2 separate regions of the Pan troglodytes genome follow, and region 1 is linked to region 2. Evidence: chromatin contacts called from public Hi-C data. All regions are on one chromosome and are shown on one strand. The core of a region is the stretch at or near the end of the contact, and the rest is flanking DNA. Distances in the headings are between cores, read along the strand shown. Region 1 overlaps MYO15B (myosin XVB). Region 2 has its middle 27 kb from the start of GRB2.

Region 1 (4,025 bases), core at 78-2,577, 160 kb after region 2:
CCGTTCCGACCGCGGGCAGGCGGACAAGGCGAGACCGGCGGCCGAGCCTGCCACCGCCGGGGGCCAGGGAACCCCTGGTGGCCGCAGGAAGCCCACTGCAGAGGGGAACGGCGGCTGCAGACGTCCAGGGGCTGGGCTGTCCCCGAAAGCCCAGGAGAGGCAAAGCAACGCGCAGCGTCAGGGACGCGGGCCCAGGGGCGGCCGCGGGGGGCGCCTGGAGGAGGGAAGCCTCTCCGGAGGAGAAGAGCTGGGCGGCCGCCGTAGGAGGAAGCGGAAAGATAAGGGGCCCTCGGCTCGGCGGGGCCGCCGGACGCCCAGGAGCCTCAATGGGGACACGTCGGGTGGGGACGGAGGCAGCTCCTGTCCGGACAGCGAAACCCGCGAGGCCCAGGAGAGCGGCAGCCAGCGCGGCAGAGCCCGGGAGCTGCGGCCCACGCCGGAGCCTACGGACATGGGCTCGGAAGGGACAAAAACCGGGCCGGAGTCAGCGCCGGAGCCAAGCAGCGACGGCCTGGTCAGCGTCTGGCCCCACGCAGATACCCGGGGCCGGGAAGGGTCGTCGGGGACGGGGCCCCTGGGAGCCAGCGAGCATTCCGGCGGGAACTCCGACTCGAGTCCGCTGGGGACCGGACCTGGACGGGGCTCTCGGGCAGCTATGGCCTCCAGGACCTTCGAGGACAGCTCGCGGGCTCCTCGGGACACTGGGCCGGCCAAGGACGCGAGCGACAACCGGGCGCAGCGGGGCGCCGAGCCAGAAACAATGCAGGCCTCGACGGCCCGGGCTCCGCGCCACCAGGTCGGAAAGGCGGTGGGGCGGGTGCCATCGGCGGCAGGCGAGGGCGAAGCGGGAGCCGCAGCAGGAGCGGGGCCGGAGGACCCAGCCCCGCTGGCGGCCCTCCTGGTGGTCCGCAGGCTCCTCGCGAGGCCCCCGCCAGGCGCCGCTTCCTAGGCCGTGGGCCCCCGCCGCGCTGGCCTCAAGGAGCGGCTCCTGAGTGTAGCGCGAGCCCTGGGCCTCCTGCGCTGGCTGCGGCGGCGGCTGCGGCTGCGGCGGCGGCCACCAGAGGGCGAGGGGCAGAGGACCTGGCCACCGGCGAGCGAGGGGTGGGGCCGCCGGAAGGCAGACGAGGGGCGGGGTCATGGGAGAGGAAGCGAGGGGCGGGGCCGCGGGAAAGCGGATGAAGGGCGGGGCCACGAGCGAGGGGACGAGGGGCGGGGCCGCGGGAAAGCGGACGAAGGGCGGGGCCACGAGCGAGGGTACGAGGGGCGGGGCTGCGGGAAAGCGGACGAGGGGCGGGGTCACGAGAGAGGTGACGAGGGCCGGGTCCACCAGAGAGGGTATGAGGGGTGGGGCCGTGAGCCCGGGCTGCGGCACCGTCTGGCGTTGCGCCTGGCTGGCTTAGCAGGGCTGGGGGGTATGCCGAGGGCTCCCCCTGGCGGCCGCTCCCCGCAGGTCCGGACAAGCCCAGTCCCCGGCGACCCTTTTGATCAGGAGGACAAGACTCCAGATCCCAAGTTCGCGGTCGTGTTCCCCAGGATCCACAGGGCAGGGCGGGCGTCGAGCAGCCGCAGCTCTGAAGAAGCGTCCGCAGATGCCCCCACGGGGGAAGGCCGAGGTTGGCCTCGTGCAGGGGCGGGGGGGCACAGTGAGGGGTGCAGGACGAGTGGGGAAGGGGTGTCCGGGCTTCGTCGCGGCTCCCTCCTTGCCCCTACTGCACCCGACGGGCCTTCGCTCGACGAGAGCGGCTCCAGCCGTGAGGCGGAGTTGGAGACCCTCAACGACGAGCCCCCGGTGCACTGGGCGCAGGGCTCAGGCCCCCACGAGGGTCCTAGGCTTGGCGCCGCCGTGCTGCTACCCCGACTCGCCTTGGAGACCCGCCTGCAGCAGGAGGGAGACCCGGGCCTCCGTGGGTCCCTGAGGGAGCTGTGGGAACCCGAGGATGAGGACGAGGCGGTGCTGGAGAGGGACCTGGAGCTGAGCCTCGGGCCGGGCCTGGAGGCGCCACCCTTCCCCGGTGCTAAGGGCAGGAGCCTCGGAGACGGCCTGGAAGACATGGAGGACCTGGCGCGGTTGCGGTGAGCGGGCGCGGTGCCAAAGCTGCCATCCCCGGCTCACAGCTCCTCATATCCACCCTGCCCTCATCTTTATGAATTGCGTGTAGACCCTTATTGAATCCTTAGAAGGATGGGCTTGAACCCTCCTGGCAGGAAGGGGCAGGTAAGGGGCAACAGGTGCTACGTCCCCAGGACCGCCTTTCTAATTAGTACAAAGCTTCCTTCTGGGTCAGCGCCAGCCCTCCTTGTAGCCTCCCCATTACTTGACAGCTCAGCCCTCATTTTATGGATCAGGCTCTGGGAAGTTGAATGACTTGCCAGGGTCCCTGCAGTGGGTGGCAGAACTAACCCACAACCTCCTGCAGCCACAACTTGTCATGCCTCCACCCCGTTGTCCCTACAGGCTGGTGTGTGACAGCTCTGTGCTGCTGTGCCTCAAGAAGAGATTTCACCTGGGCCGCATCTATGTATGGGGAGCCACGGGGACGGACAGTGGGCGGGGATCCCCTTTTCTCTGGGGACAGAGGGCTCCCTGGCACCCCTGGACATTCTCCTTCCTCTTCCTCCCCGGGCTAGGCGGTGAACCCTCTCTGGAGCCCTGCAGAGTGGGACTGAGGGGCTGGGCTCTGTTTGCATTCCCCCTGCTCCCTCCACACTCTGATGAGAGCTTGTTTTCCTCCCCAGACCTTTGGGGGGCCCGTCTTGCTTGTTCTGAACCCCCACCGGTCCTTGCCTCTTTTTTCACCTGAGGTCCAGGCAAGCTACCACCCCAGGAAGGCCCTCAGCACCACTCCGTATGTGACTCTGCCCCACTGACCCTCTGCTCACCTCCCAGGCAGCCCAGTCTCTGCATGTCCCCTTGACTGAGGTCCCGGGGCCTGTGAGCACCTCTGCTACACCTCGGAGGGTCCCAGGTCCCCATGTCTGGCAACCTTCTCATCTCCCTCAGACACATCTTTGCCATCGTGGCATCAGCCTATGACCTGGCTCAGAATACTGGGCAGGACCCGTGCATCCTCCTGCGGTGAGTGGTGGCCTTCCTGAGTGGCTGAACCCATGGGCCACACTGAGGGTTGATGGGGCGGGGCCTGAGGTCTTCACTGGAAGCCACTGGTATGCTCCACTGCTGGGCTACAGTTCTGGACTCCTCAGGGCCGAGCTCCCGGCTGAAATCATCGCATGAGCCCCTGGAATGTGGCATCTTGGGGACTTTTTCTTTTCTGTCGGGTCTCTCCATGCCCTGGGACTAGCTTTCCTCATTTATGGGGGTCTCTCCAGGCTAGCTGTCACTTCTGGGTGGCACATCCCACTTCCTGGGTTCACTGGGGTTGTCCTACGTGCCCCTCCCTGGAGACCCTACCAACCAACACATCCTTAGCTCCTCCCACTGCAGTGGGCACAGTGGCTCAGGGAAGACGGAAGCCGCCAAAAAGATCATGCAGTTCCTAAGCAGTCTGGAGCAGGATCAGACGGGGAACCGAGAGTGTCAGGTGAGGGCCAGGCTGGAGGTACCTCATGGGTTGAGCTTGCCGTTTGTCTTCCTCCAGGGGACAGCTGACCATGTCCAAGGGACTATCTTTCTCCTTTCAGCCAGGAGAGGGGTGGTCTCCAGGCCTCTGGCGTCTCCTGGGGTCAGCTGCAGGCACTGCCCTTTCTGATGGGACTGACGCCTCCCTGGACCTGCCCCTAGCTGGGATGCCTGCTGGTGGGGGCTACTGCTGCCCAGGGATGCTTGAACACCCCTCCCTGTACAGGTGGAGGATGTGCTGCCTATACTCAGCAGCTTTGGCCATGCCAAGACCATCCTCAATGCCAATGCCAGCCGCTTCGGCCAGGTCTTCTGCCTCTACCTACAGCAGTGAGTGGCAGGGTTGCAGGGGGCACCTACAATCACTTACCCTTCCTGGGTCCTTGGGCTGCTTCCCTGGGGTCCAGACCCTGGTAGGGCTTCTTCTGTACGGGGCCCCTGGGTG
Region 2 (4,276 bases), core at 938-3,437:
AGAATGTCCACTCTATTAAGCCTGTCTTTAACCCTTCTTATTACAAGCAATTAAATTACGAGGAGAACTAACTCGTACAGAATACTGACTATGTTTTCGGGCCCTGCGCTGGACACTTGGCATAATTTCTCAACTAACTTCTGCAAACCTCAGAGTCCTCATCTATAATAATGCAAGGTGTGTGAGAAATAATTGATAATATCCATTTTCCTGCTTTCTAGAGGCTTGTTTCATTTGCAAACAGGATAGGAGTGCTTGCATATCAATTCTAATGCTTTCTGCTTTTCCAATCCTTTCTCTTTTTTGGCCTAGCTGAGTGTTTTATGAGACTTCACTCAGTCACAAAGCCCCCGGAAGTTTACCAATACTGCCTCTGTTCTGAGCTCCAAAGAAATCAAGCGACTTGCTTCAAAGTTCTGCTGGCAGCTTCTCTGGGGCTAACAATCAACCCGTTCCTGAATCTTTGGCCCTGCTCAAGAAATCAAATCTCCATCCTCTCCCAAATTAACATGAGCATTTGGTCTTTAGGAAAATTAAATCTCTATAAGTATCCTGAGCTAAGATCAATATAAATACCAGAACTGCCTAGCAACCAGAACGGATTACTCATTCTCTCTGATATTTAGCTGTGTCAGATGGGGAAAACCTTTTGCTTTATATAGCTGCGCTTACATACACCCAGGCTGAAGATGAATCAGGGAAGCCGCTCCAAATGCAAGGGAAGTGAAAATAGAAAGACAGGAGGGATCCTTCCTGATATTCTGTGCAGAGAAAATTCTTCACCAGATTCCATCCTGGTTTGGAGGCCGTGAAAGGAGGAGCCTGAACCACAGGCCTCCGTGTAACTGAGGAGTTAGAAATTGAACACAAGTAGAGGCTGGGCGCGGTGGCTCACACCTGTAATCCCAGCACTTTTGGAGGCTGAGGTGGGCGGATCACTTGAGGCCAGGAGTTTGAGATCAGCCTGGCCAACATGGGGAAACCCTGTGTCTACTAAAAATACGGAAATTAGCCAGGTGTGGTGGTGCGCGCGTGTAATCCCAGCTACTTGGGAGGCTGAGGCATGAGAATTGCTTGGACCCGGGAGGCGGAGTTTGCAGTGAGCTGAGACCATGCCACTGCACTCCAGCCTGGGTGACACAGTGAGACTCTGTCTCAAAAAAAAAAAAAAAAAAGAAAAGAAAGAAATTAAACACAAATAGAAGATGAAAGAACTTGAACGTGCTTTCATTTAGTTTTAAAGGGACAAAGGCTTAGTGAACATCTTAAAGTACAAACTGTGATGAAAGACAACCACTGTTGCTTTCCCTATTTATTGGAAACCAGACAAATTCTAGCTTAGCAAATTCAGGTTAGATCAAGTGGGACCTTTTTGACATGAGTTAAATACTGGAATGTGTTACTGAAGTTGCAGAATATCTTTCAGTTGCGGTGATTAGGTACCTGTTTTTTTGGCATAAGGTCGGAGGCAAGGCAGTGAACTCTCTAAGCTCTCTAAATATATTTAATATATTATATCTAAGCTCTGTAAATCTATAATAATACATAGTGGCCAGATGTGGTGGCTCATGCCTGTAATCCCAGCACTTTGGGAGGCTGAGGCAGGAGGATCGCTTGAGCCCAGGAGTTTGAGACCAGCCTGGGCAACATGGCGAAACCCTGTCTCTACAAAAAGTAGAAAAATTAGCCAGGCATGGTGGTGCCTGTGGTCCTAGCTACTTGGGAGGCTAAAGTAGGAGGATCATTTGAGCCCGGGAGGCGGAGGTTTCAGCGAGCCGAGATCATGTCACTGGACTCCAACCTGGGTGACAAAGTGAGACCCTGTCTCGAAAAATAAATAAATAAACATAGTTACCCTATTAACAGTGTGGCACAAATAGCCCTGTTTATCCAATAAACAGGTGTGCCTAGGACTTCAACAAGTTTAAATTTGTCAAGTCGATCATAGATAAATATAAGATCTGTACATTTTACAGAACAGAAGCTGGACTCCAGCAGCCAGGGGGAGAATGCAGGAAGGAATCCTTGCTCTTTTCACATAGCCTCTGATCATCGTCTCTTCCACCCTGTCCGTGGGACTCTCTAGCAGCTGAAGGCAAAGCTATGTGACCCCAAGTATGTCTGTCCAGGAGGGAAGAAAAGCATCTAAACCCTAGGGGAATGTCGGCAATGTGGGCTTGGCAAATGGGGAATGCCAGGAATGAGACCACAGTCCACGGTTCAGATAGCCCAGTGTGGCTCGCCCCGCCCTGATATCCTTCATGAAAATGAAGCGAGGCGGCTCCTGGAGAGGGGCTGTCTGCTTTGGAAGCTGTAAATTCTGCTTCTGAATCATATTGCTTTTCTGAGCCCATGTGTCTTAATATAGCTAGAAAGACTTCATCCAGTCTGGCTCAGGCTGCAGAGAACTAAATATGTTGTCAAAATACTCCCTAAACTCAGGGTCCAACAAGACCACACAGGCAGCTGTCTTTATTATCACACTGTTCTGCCTAATACTTAGCAAAATATTTGTGAGAATGCTCCCATCGTGGTGCTCTTCAACATGAATTTCCCTTGGAGGTAGTTTTTTAAGTTAAAGAGAATTTCTGGGAGGGTACTCATATATTAGTTGCCTCAGAGTAGGAAACCTAAGAGGTAGGGGACAGGGGTGGGAGAGTGACATATTTTTCACTGTATACCTCTTTATGTCTTTTTTTTTTTTTTTTTTTTGAGACGGAGTCTTGCTCTGTCATCCAGGCTGGAGTGCAGTGGCGCTATCTCAGCTCACTGCAACCTCTGCCTCCCGCATTCTCCTGCCTCAGCCTCCCTAGTAGCTGGGATTACAGGCGCCCACCACCATGCCTCGCTAATTTTTGTATTTTTGTAGAGACGGGGTTTTACCATGTTGGCCAGGCTGGTCTCAAAATTCCTGACCTCGTGATCCACCCACTTTAGCCTCCCAAAGTGCTGGGATTACAGGCGTGAGCCACTGCACCTGGCCTTCCAAAATAAATTTTAAACGTGGGCCAGGTGTGGTGGCTGACGCCTGTAATCCCAGCACTTGGGAGGCCAAGGTGGGTGGATCACGAGGTCAGGAGTTCGAGACCAGCCTGGCCAACGTGGTGAAACCCCGTCTCTACTAAAAATACAAAAATTAGCTGGGCGTGGAGGTGCGCGCCTCTAATCCCAGCTACTCGGGAGGCTGAGGCAGGAGAATAGCTTGAACCCGGGAGGCAGAGGTTGCAGTGAGCCAAGATGGTGCCATTGTACTCTAGCCTGGGCAACAGGGCAAGACTCCATCTCAAAAAAAAAAAAAAAAAAAAGAAAAAATTTAAACATAAGGCTTGTAAAATACTGTGTGGAATTTAACTTAGCTCCTTCTCTTCCAATTCAGGAATTCAGGAGTTTATTTCCCAATTTTTTTTCTTTTTTTGCCCAAGCAGGAGTGCAGTGGAGCCATCTTGGCTCACTGCAAGCTCCGCCTCCCGGGTTCACGCCATCCTCCTGCCTCAGCCTCCCGGTAGCTGGGACTACAGGCGCCCGCCACCATGCCCGGCTAATTTTTTGTATTTTTAGTAGAGATGGGGTTTCACCGTGTTAGCCAGTATGGTCTCGATCTCCTGACCTTGTGATCCGCCCGCCTTGGCCTCCCAAAGTGCGGGGATTACAGGCGTGAGCCACCGCGCCCGGACATTTCCCTGTCTTTTTTAGCTCTGGATTTAACTAATCATCACAACAACCTCATCTACCTTTTGCTGACCACTTCCTCCACATCTTCTGTTCATTATCTCATTTAACAAGCCAACGAGAAAGTTCCATTATTATTCAAATTCTACATACAAGGAAACTGAGGCTTAGAAAGAAGTCCCTTTGTCAGTTAAGTATCAGATCTAGAATTCAAACTTGGGTCTGTCTGACTAGCCACAGCTTGTAACCCCCACACCTACTGCCTCAGTAGCTGTAAGAACACTGAAGTATTAAACTGCATCAAACACATTAGAAATTTTCTCGGCCGGGTGCAGTGGCTCACGCCTGTAATCCCAGCACTTTGGGAGGCCGAGGTGGGCGGATCACGAAGTCAGGAGATCGAGACTGTCCTGGCAAACATGGTGAAACCCCGTCTCTACTAAAAATACAAAAAATTAGCCGGGCGTAGTGGTGGGTGCCTGTAATCCCAGCTACTAGGGAGGCTGAGGCAGGAGAATGGCGTGAACCCGGGAGGCGGAGCTTGCAGTGAGCCGCGATGGCGCCACTGCACTCCAGCCTGGGCGACAGAGCGAGACTCCGTCTAAAA

What was found. A called contact is a pair of places that touch in the nucleus more often than the background predicts.
Region 1: a Hi-C map of stem cell-derived neural progenitor cells shows a contact between it and region 2, with 3 times the contacts expected there. The contact joins two enhancer-like sites. A contact is called at or near these places in 2 of 7 Hi-C or Micro-C datasets (blood and stem cell-derived neural progenitor cells).

Annotation. Positions count from the first base shown.
Region 1 is chr19:88,588,869-88,592,893 of NHGRI_mPanTro3-v2.0_pri, forward strand. It overlaps MYO15B (myosin XVB), which reads left to right. Exons shown (of 64, transcript XM_054670679.2): 1 at 1-2,073; 2 at 2,456-2,519; 3 at 2,737-2,846; 4 at 3,002-3,076; 5 at 3,431-3,542; 6 at 3,807-3,910. Among named protein-coding and RNA genes, the nearest start is that of MYO15B, 6.0 kb to the left of the region's middle. Within about 2 kb of position 1,328, at least 12 of the 24 cell types and tissues checked have an H3K27ac peak or open chromatin away from gene starts, as enhancers often do. A contact at or near this core is called in stem cell-derived neural progenitor cells, where this site is marked.
Region 2 is chr19:88,427,229-88,431,504 of NHGRI_mPanTro3-v2.0_pri, forward strand. No RefSeq gene overlaps it. Among named protein-coding and RNA genes, the nearest start is that of GRB2, 27 kb to the left of the region's middle. Within about 2 kb of position 2,188, at least 8 of the 24 cell types and tissues checked have an H3K27ac peak or open chromatin away from gene starts, as enhancers often do. A contact at or near this core is called in stem cell-derived neural progenitor cells, where this site is marked.